2 separate regions of the Drosophila melanogaster genome follow, and region 1 is linked to region 2. Evidence: chromatin contacts called from public targeted proximity ligation data. All regions are on one chromosome and are shown on one strand. The core of a region is the stretch at or near the end of the contact, and the rest is flanking DNA. Distances in the headings are between cores, read along the strand shown. Region 1 overlaps fz (frizzled). Region 2 overlaps nuf (nuclear fallout).

Region 1 (4,154 bases), core at 395-2,894, 120 kb before region 2:
GACAACTGCAGATGCAGATGGAAAGATGGCAGCCCTGCAGATAAAGATACTATGTTCTATCACTGAGGGAAATCTGGGTATACATACTGATCTGGTCCATATTACATTCATAAAATGGCGTAATAAAGACGGATTATATTCGAAATTTGATTTTGATTACTGTACAAAAATGGTGTTCACTTTCTGACTTATCCCCGGATGGGTATCTTTGATTTCAGTGCAGTTTGCTAGGGAAAAATGGTTTAGTAGATCGGAACGCAGCAAACAAATGGAGTAAGCCAAGCCTGGGATTGGGCAATTTTTCACACACCAAAAAAAAAAAAAAAAATGAAGAAAACACGAAATCGGGAAAATAAGGAAAGCGGCGAAACTTTGTACGCGCAGCGTTGTACAACGATTTGTTATCTCGGCATTTGTATCTAAGCGTTGCAGTTAACGGTACTCAGACATACTCAGACGCAGCCACGCACCGAGTACAAGTTGTTTTAGCAGTTTTTGCAAGTGCTGCCAAAACATATTGGTGCAGAAAAACACTTTGCCAAAAAGGCAAAACGATGTCATGCACATATTTTTAACTGCAGTCGAAAACTTATCTAAATTTGCAAATCAACAGTGTTTCAAAAAATCCGACAGATGACTTCCCGGCTGTACACTGAACCGGATCTTAAAACGAGATCCTTAGGATGGTCCTGCCATATCATAACCCTACACATGTTTAACATGCACAGTATCAGTGTGAAAGGGAGACAATCAAGGGCCCTCAACTCGCATGCATCTGGCCATTAAAAATGATTTATATGCGGCAGCGCAAAAAATGAATCGTATGCATATATATCCCGTATTCATAAGCCGAGTTTAGTTTGTGCTGCTGCTTTATTGATGTTAATTTATGTATGTTTCACTTGGCTTTCTTGCCACGCATGTCTTTTGAGCTCTCGAGAGCTGCAAAGTTGATTTACAGCTGCAGTTTGGGTTGGGTTGAAGTTGGGATTGGATTCAGATTCGTAATGGGTTGGGTTAGTCCTGGGTCTACGGAGTCTAGAGTCTAGAGTCCACAGTCTAGGTGGGTAGTCGCTTAATTGGTCGCCACCTAGCCACATGTTGCGCCATGTATGCTGTGGAGTTTCGATTTCAGTTTTGGCCCGGTAATGCGAAACGCACTTTCGAAACCACAAAAACAAATGCAACAAAATATTTATGATTTATTTGAATAGGCGTCTTAATGGACGGCTTTGTATCGGCAATAAATGGCCTATTGATAAAGTTGTGTGAATTATTTTCCATAATTTGGCTGAACAACGCCATCTAATGTTAATGTTTTTCTGTTCCACTTCCTAATCATGATTTTTTATAGTTCAATTCGACATTTATTGCGTTCAATCACATATGATAAATTACAATGATTGATTCTAAAAATGCCATTCCTTCTAATAAATGGCTTAAAATATGGTCTACATTCTATTCTACATAAATATAAAAATTTAACACAAGCAAATACTATCCACTTGACAGGGCAACATAAATAAAGTTCTGAACCAGTAAGCGATCCCATCAGGCAATTTATGTGTGTCCGAAGCCAATTCAAAATGACTAATGTAGCCAAGATCATTTTAGATCTCTTCGGATCACTAAATTCAGCTCACACACAGAGTGGCCTTTTATTTCATATACACAATCATTTCAGTGGTGCCAGTGCTTATCTTTTATGTAAATTTATGAACCAGTCTGGGGCCACTCAAAAAAGTTGACTGGCAATAATTATGATTTCTTCAAGTGTGCACAAGCAACTAAACATGCAGACCGTATATACGCGTCAATATAGTGTTGCATATATTTTTTGTGGATATATATTTTACACAAGTCATGGCAAGATGTCTATTGACAGCCCAGCCACACAGAGACACTTGACGGGCAGCTCGAGTGGCTTTTTGAGAAACCAGTCTCGAGTGCGTTAGAATACCAGCTCAAGTGGGCAGTGGAGGAGTGGCGAGAATCGGGGGGAATGCCGCAGGAGGGATATGACCAGGGATCAGGAGGAGCTCTGGTCTTGTGCTAAGCCATCGGGAGATATTCCCATTGGCAAGCGCCGTACTTCAGATGCCGTCAGTCCGCAAATGGAACTGAGACTCAAACCGAGACCGAGATTGATATTGCCCAGAAACCGAGGATGATACAAACACTCAAACAAAAATAATGGTAAAAAAGAGAGAGGAATATCAAATAAATGATTAGGCGTCCCAATGTATTCTTGTATATAAATATATGTTTTATGATTGCTTCCTTCTTATTGGAGTTAAGAACCCTTAGCCTTCTCAGCCCAATGCTATCAAATAACTACCAAACTTTTAAAATTGTTCCTGTTTTTCAATCCCAAGTGCTAAACACATTGTATTGTATTTCTTACAGTGAAGTACACACCTAACCGGTGTGTCTTCTTTACAAGAAGATCCTCTCGGGCTCCTAAATAGCTATGATTAAATTTATATAGTTATAGTAGCAGGGCCTGCGGCTGTCCAGCAAAATCAAAGTAAAATTAACTTTATGGCATAATTGTAGGGGAAACAAAGTGAGCTTCTGCGTCCCCAATTGCACTTTAAACTAATTCATAAATCCGACCGGAGTCGAGACCTCAAGAGCAGGCCTAATTGCCACCATTTGTGGTCCCATGTGCCATGTGCGATGTCAAGTGAGTGCCGGCTGAGAGGAACTCGAGTGCAAATCGATGTTGGTAATCTAGCCAGTAAATATATATAAATATTTAGTGCCCTCTGCTGCCAGAGTTTGTGTGTTTATCGTGTCTAATTATGGCAAATTAGCCAGAGTAGTGCCATAAATCAATGCGGGTCTCCTGGGAGGAGAAGCTCTACTCACTCGTTTGGGGACATAGGGGTCAATCAACGGATAACTCATAAAATTTACATACCTGAAATGAAAAGAATTTAGAGAACATGGAGTTAGAGATTGCACAAACAAATGGCTTTTAAGTTTTTAAATATTATTGGGTAAACATTAATGTTTGATTACGAGTGTGTTCATTAAATGTTCATTCGCTATTCAACTAATTTACCACAATCTTTTTTCTAAATGCCGATTCTTCATGGTCACTGAAAACCCCTCATCCCGGTGAGGGGTTAAGACGTGTAAGTTGGACAGTGGGGGTTAAAGTTGGGGAGAACAACGAAAAATGCAGCGAGCCAAATTTGCTTGACATTTACAACTGGCCAAGTTGCCCAACTCGCATTGGGTATTTACTGCCTGATGTACTCATTCGACTCACCGGTGAGGAGCTGTGCCATTTTAAGTGTTTATAGGTATTTATTTTTATTGTTTTTATGCTTAACGATTTTTTAAGTGGAGTGCAGAAGGAACGTGAAACAGCAGCCAAACGAGATTTGTATGCAAAGTGCTCTGGACTCCGTTTTTCCCCATCTTTTCAACCAAACAGTGTTCGGTTGAATTGTTGTACATTTTTTTCTTTTTTTTTTTGGCATCGTTGGTCTGTTGGCATTTTCTGTGGCTCTTCTTGGTCGAGTTAACAAGGCGCAACAAGAAGGCGGCATAGTTAAAGCCGGTGGCCAAAGTCGCCAAGTCCCCAAAGCCAGGGGGCAATTTAAATGACCAAAACCAGAACCAAAACTGAAAAGAATACGGCGCATTCCTTGGCGGGCAGCAGATTTATGTGTCCTTTGTTCTGGCGATTACAATGCTCTCGCGTAGCCGCAACAAATTTTCCCTTTCAATCGGCTCACCATCGCCCAGGCAATATTTCAATTAATTCGTGGAAAATGCGCTTACAAAGAAATATCATTAATGGGCCTTTTGTCAGAATTCTGCAGACTGGTGGGAATGGGAAATTAATGAGCTTCGATATCGTCCTAGATTCTTGTAACAATAAGCCCTTCTTTAATCATTTCAACAAATGCTTAAACATTTTAAATGTTGCATAAATTTTCTCTATAAGAAGTATTTTATAAAAATCATGATGACGCTCATTATCAATTTTTCCTCACATTAAACACTTTCAATTCGATGTCATCTTGCCTCTGGCCTTTAACTCTCACCTTTTATTTCACATCTATTTTTTTTTTAACATGGCCAAGGCATTTTAATTAGTTGACGCATTTTCACTTTTTATTATTTCATGATTCATCTTA
Region 2 (4,036 bases), core at 1,314-3,813:
TTTAAACTCTAAAATTTTGTATAACCAATGCAAAAGAAAATATTCACATTTTAAGTCTTGTATTTAATTTGTTAAATACTTATTTAAAAAATTTCATTTTCTTTAGCTTAGTTGTATTTTATTTGAAAGTCCGTACGTATGCAATGTTTCAAATTTTACCACGGAAACCTCTTTATAAGCTTGCATAATATTTATCCGGAATCAACTCATAGTTTAATGGAATTTTCCATCACACAACTTCAACTCACTTCATTGGTTTCCAGCATATTATTTCTTATTTAGGTAACAATTGATTAATATGTCAAAATCGTAGTGATATTTCCCACAGCTGAACAAAACAGTTGAACTAAGGCAATTCAAAGTTAGACTAAAGCAAATTGCATTCAATTGCGACTTATTTATAGTGAATGGCCTGGACATTATTGACAGACCGTATATACTATATAGTACTGTATACTACTTAGATGTCATGACATGCGAACTAAAAAACGGGGACGTCACACACCCCCAATGAACCCTGAACTTTTGGATGGAATTAGCCCCGGAATCGGGGGAATTAGTGGTGCACTGCTTACTTGCTCATTGAGATTATCGCAAATCTCTGCGCTGAGGGCGCCGTTCATCATGCCAACAGGTCCTGATCCGCCACTGCCACCACCTCCTCCTCCCCCGCTATTGGTATCCTCGAAATCACAGAGTAGTTTGTTCTTGAAATTCTTTAGGTTCTCCAATTTGAAACCGTTTGTATTCGTATTATTCGTTTTATTATTGAATTTACTTGTCAGGTTCTCCAAATTGTAGATTTTATTGTTATTATTATTGTTTATATGATTGTTGTTCGATTCGAGGCTATTGTTGTTAGTCTCCAGCTTGTTTTCGATGAAAACCAGCGAATTGGGCTCCGAATTGGATGGCACAATGTCCTCAAAGTCCGCTGGATTGAGGCTGAGAAACGTCTCCTGATCGATCAATATTGGCGGGTGTTTTCCAAAGCCACAGTAGTCACTTCCAGCACCGCCAGTGACTCCCAAACTGTAGGCGTTGCTTAGCGGATTTTGCGAGGCACTTGTGTTAAAACTCAAATTCAGATCCTCCAGACTATCCGTAGATAGTTTTCGGTTTTGTTGCGCTCCGATTCTGCACTTGTTGTTGTTCAAATTGCTATTGTTGTTGTTGTTGTTGCTGTTTTTGTTGCTCTGCTGATTTGTGGGTCCTACGAATTCGAATTGGCCCGCCCACATATCATAGGCTAAATCGATGCTATCGGGCTGGCTGGCAGGTTGACTACTCATGATTTACTTTTTATTTTATTTTTGGGTAGTTTTGTTCCTTATTGGGGCGTGGCACTGGTTGGATTGATGTTTTGTTTTCATATATTTTCGCACTTTGATGTTTTGTTTCTTTATTTTGTGATTTTTCATTTGTGTAGGAAGACTGTTTTATTTTAGTTTTATAGGCACATAATTCAGATATTTTTGTATTGCTTTGTTTTCATCTCTCAATTTGACTTTAAGGCACTTTTCTGGGCATATTTAAGCTTGGCTCTGGCTAAACAAAATATGTTATACATAAGAATTTTATATTGCATTATTCTGAAAACCTTTGTGGCATTCAAATTGATTAATTTCAATTTATTTAAATTAGGTATTTTATGTTTTTTTGTTTTATTTTTAAAGATCATAGTTTATTTTTCGTTATTTATAAAACTGTTAAACAATAGATATTTTAACTAAAGCATTGTTGGTACAGTAACAAAATCTACTTATAACCGCTGCTCAGCACGTCTTGAGGTCCCATAGCAATCTCATTTAAAAATTCCCCTTGCATAATTATAATCAAAGCAATTCTTCAGCAGATCTCATCCAACAGATTGTCCCCCACGAATTTCTTTCTGTATCTCCAAAAATGAGTTTCTTGAACTGCCAGCAGAGTTCACAGAGTAAACAAAAGAATTTTTCTTTTCCCCAAGCAGTTAAATGAATTATGCAGAAACGTAATAGTTGCAAAAAAATAAATAGAAGCTTTGCAAATGATTTCTTCTTTTGTATCGCGATGGCCTTTAGCACTATTCTTAACAAATTGAAAGGTAATTGTTTGAGATTTGGATTTGGATAGGTCCCATACAGAGAGGAGAGTTGCAGAAAGCAGAGCAAGAAATTGTCTGCAAACAAAAGCAAAGAATGGTGGAAAAGCATAAAGAATTTTTCTGTATTTCATGCAGGAAATGTGCGCTTGCAAAAAGATAAACGAAACAAGAGAATCCACGAAGACAGTCTCCACAACACTGGATGTCCCCTCTGCAAACCACTCTTCTCCCAAACAGAGTCTCATTCTTTCTACACGACTGGGTTTGGTTTCTTCTGGGCTTCTGGCTAAGTTTAATTTCCTAGCTGAATTGATGAACTTCGTGTAGATAAAACAAAGCAATGGAAAGAAGCGACCAAGGAGAGGAAAAACTGTTGGTGCATGCAATTCTTCTGCCGTAACTGAAAGAATTGCATAATCTAGTCAGAGACCGTCTTTGCTCTTCACTGCTGTCTCTTCTCAAGCGATGATTCAATCCAACGCTAGAAACAAACGGCATGGGTAAATGTGTCATGAATTTGAATTTTCTCATCTTTCGCTAAATTGTTTATAATAAACTGTATGAATCAGAAGAGCAGAACAGAAACGGGAATTATACGAATTAAGATGAAAATAAGAAGGAGAGCAGAATATACAATTCTGCACACTGTCCAATGTCAAATGGGTTTAAGTGGCTTGTCATAATAAATTAGAATTTATTTGTTTTACTTTTTTGCTTAGCTAAGAAATTGGAAGCATACTTTCACATACGAAAAGAGGAAACGCGACGATTTAAATCTTTATGAATTCTTAAAGTTTTAATGCTCTGCTTTTTAAAAATCACTTTGAAGACCAAGACCACAAATCCCTCAATGAACATAAATAGAAGTCAAAAACAACTTGACCGCAAGACTCATTGATCTGTGGACAATTTTGTCAATGAAGCATGGCAAACGCAGAAGCAACAACAACAACAATAACAACAACAACAACTTTCACCAACAAAACTTGTCTAGTAAACAACTGAAAATAACAACAACAACAAGCCCTGTCGTAAATATCTTGTGCAACTTGTTTCGTTTCGTTGGAAAAATTATGATGAAAATTGAAAGTAAGTGAAATAGCCGCTTCAATAACAATTTCTATTTTCAACTGCAATATTTTCGGAATTTTATGCAGTAGCAGACACGTTTTATGATGCATCTTTCATCGCCTAACGCTCGAAATCCGAACTAAAGGAATGTTTGGAGTTCAGCTGAAATATCTGAGTTTAAATGGGGGATCCCATAATGAATGCACACGCGCTATCTCGGGAACTATTCGAGTTTATGCGTTCCCAGATAAAGCATTTATGTGGAGCCATAAAGATTGACTTGTTTAGCATAAATAGCTCACATTTGTGACTGAGGTATTAGCTGAGGTAGCAAGTCATGGTTAAGTTGGGATAGGGTGGATCGTAAATAGATTTCTGGGGTTGCTCGGAAAAATATTTGGGGAATTTAAAAATCAAGAAGATTAATGTGATCGAAGCATACCCATAAATGAATCACACCACTTCCGAAATTCGGATGCACTTACTCATTTATGTATTCTAATATACATTTAAGTGGGTAGTTACTTCCGGACCCTCATCATTTATGTATTCTAATCTATATATAAGTGGCTAGTTTCTTTCGAACTTTTGTATTCCTACGAACCCCTAGAAAACTTCCAATATTTCAACTTGGCAACAAATTCGTGCCAATTACCCCGTCTAACCTCGATTTCTTGGCCTGGTGTTGCAGTTTGCATTTGCAATTATTTCTTCTGTTGTTGCATTTTACATGGCAATAAACCTTTCGGACGACCGCCCACGCTAAGACAAAGAACTAAAAGGTGAAACTGAAACAACATGCTAACCCCATTTTACAGACTGGGGAAAACGACAAGGAGGGCTAGAGACGAAGGGAAAGAGACAAAAGTCGCGACATAC

Evidence for each region.
Region 1: a targeted proximity ligation map of the Kc167 cell line shows a contact between it and region 2, with 3 times the contacts expected there.

What each region holds. Positions count from the first base shown.
Region 1 is chr3L:14,344,886-14,349,039 of dm6, reverse strand. All of the region lies in intron 4 of fz (frizzled), which reads right to left. Among named protein-coding and RNA genes, the nearest start is that of CG13482, 18 kb to the right of the region's middle.
Region 2 is chr3L:14,222,943-14,226,978 of dm6, reverse strand. All of the region lies in intron 7 of nuf (nuclear fallout), which reads right to left. Among named protein-coding and RNA genes, the nearest start is that of CG7768, 6.8 kb to the right of the region's middle.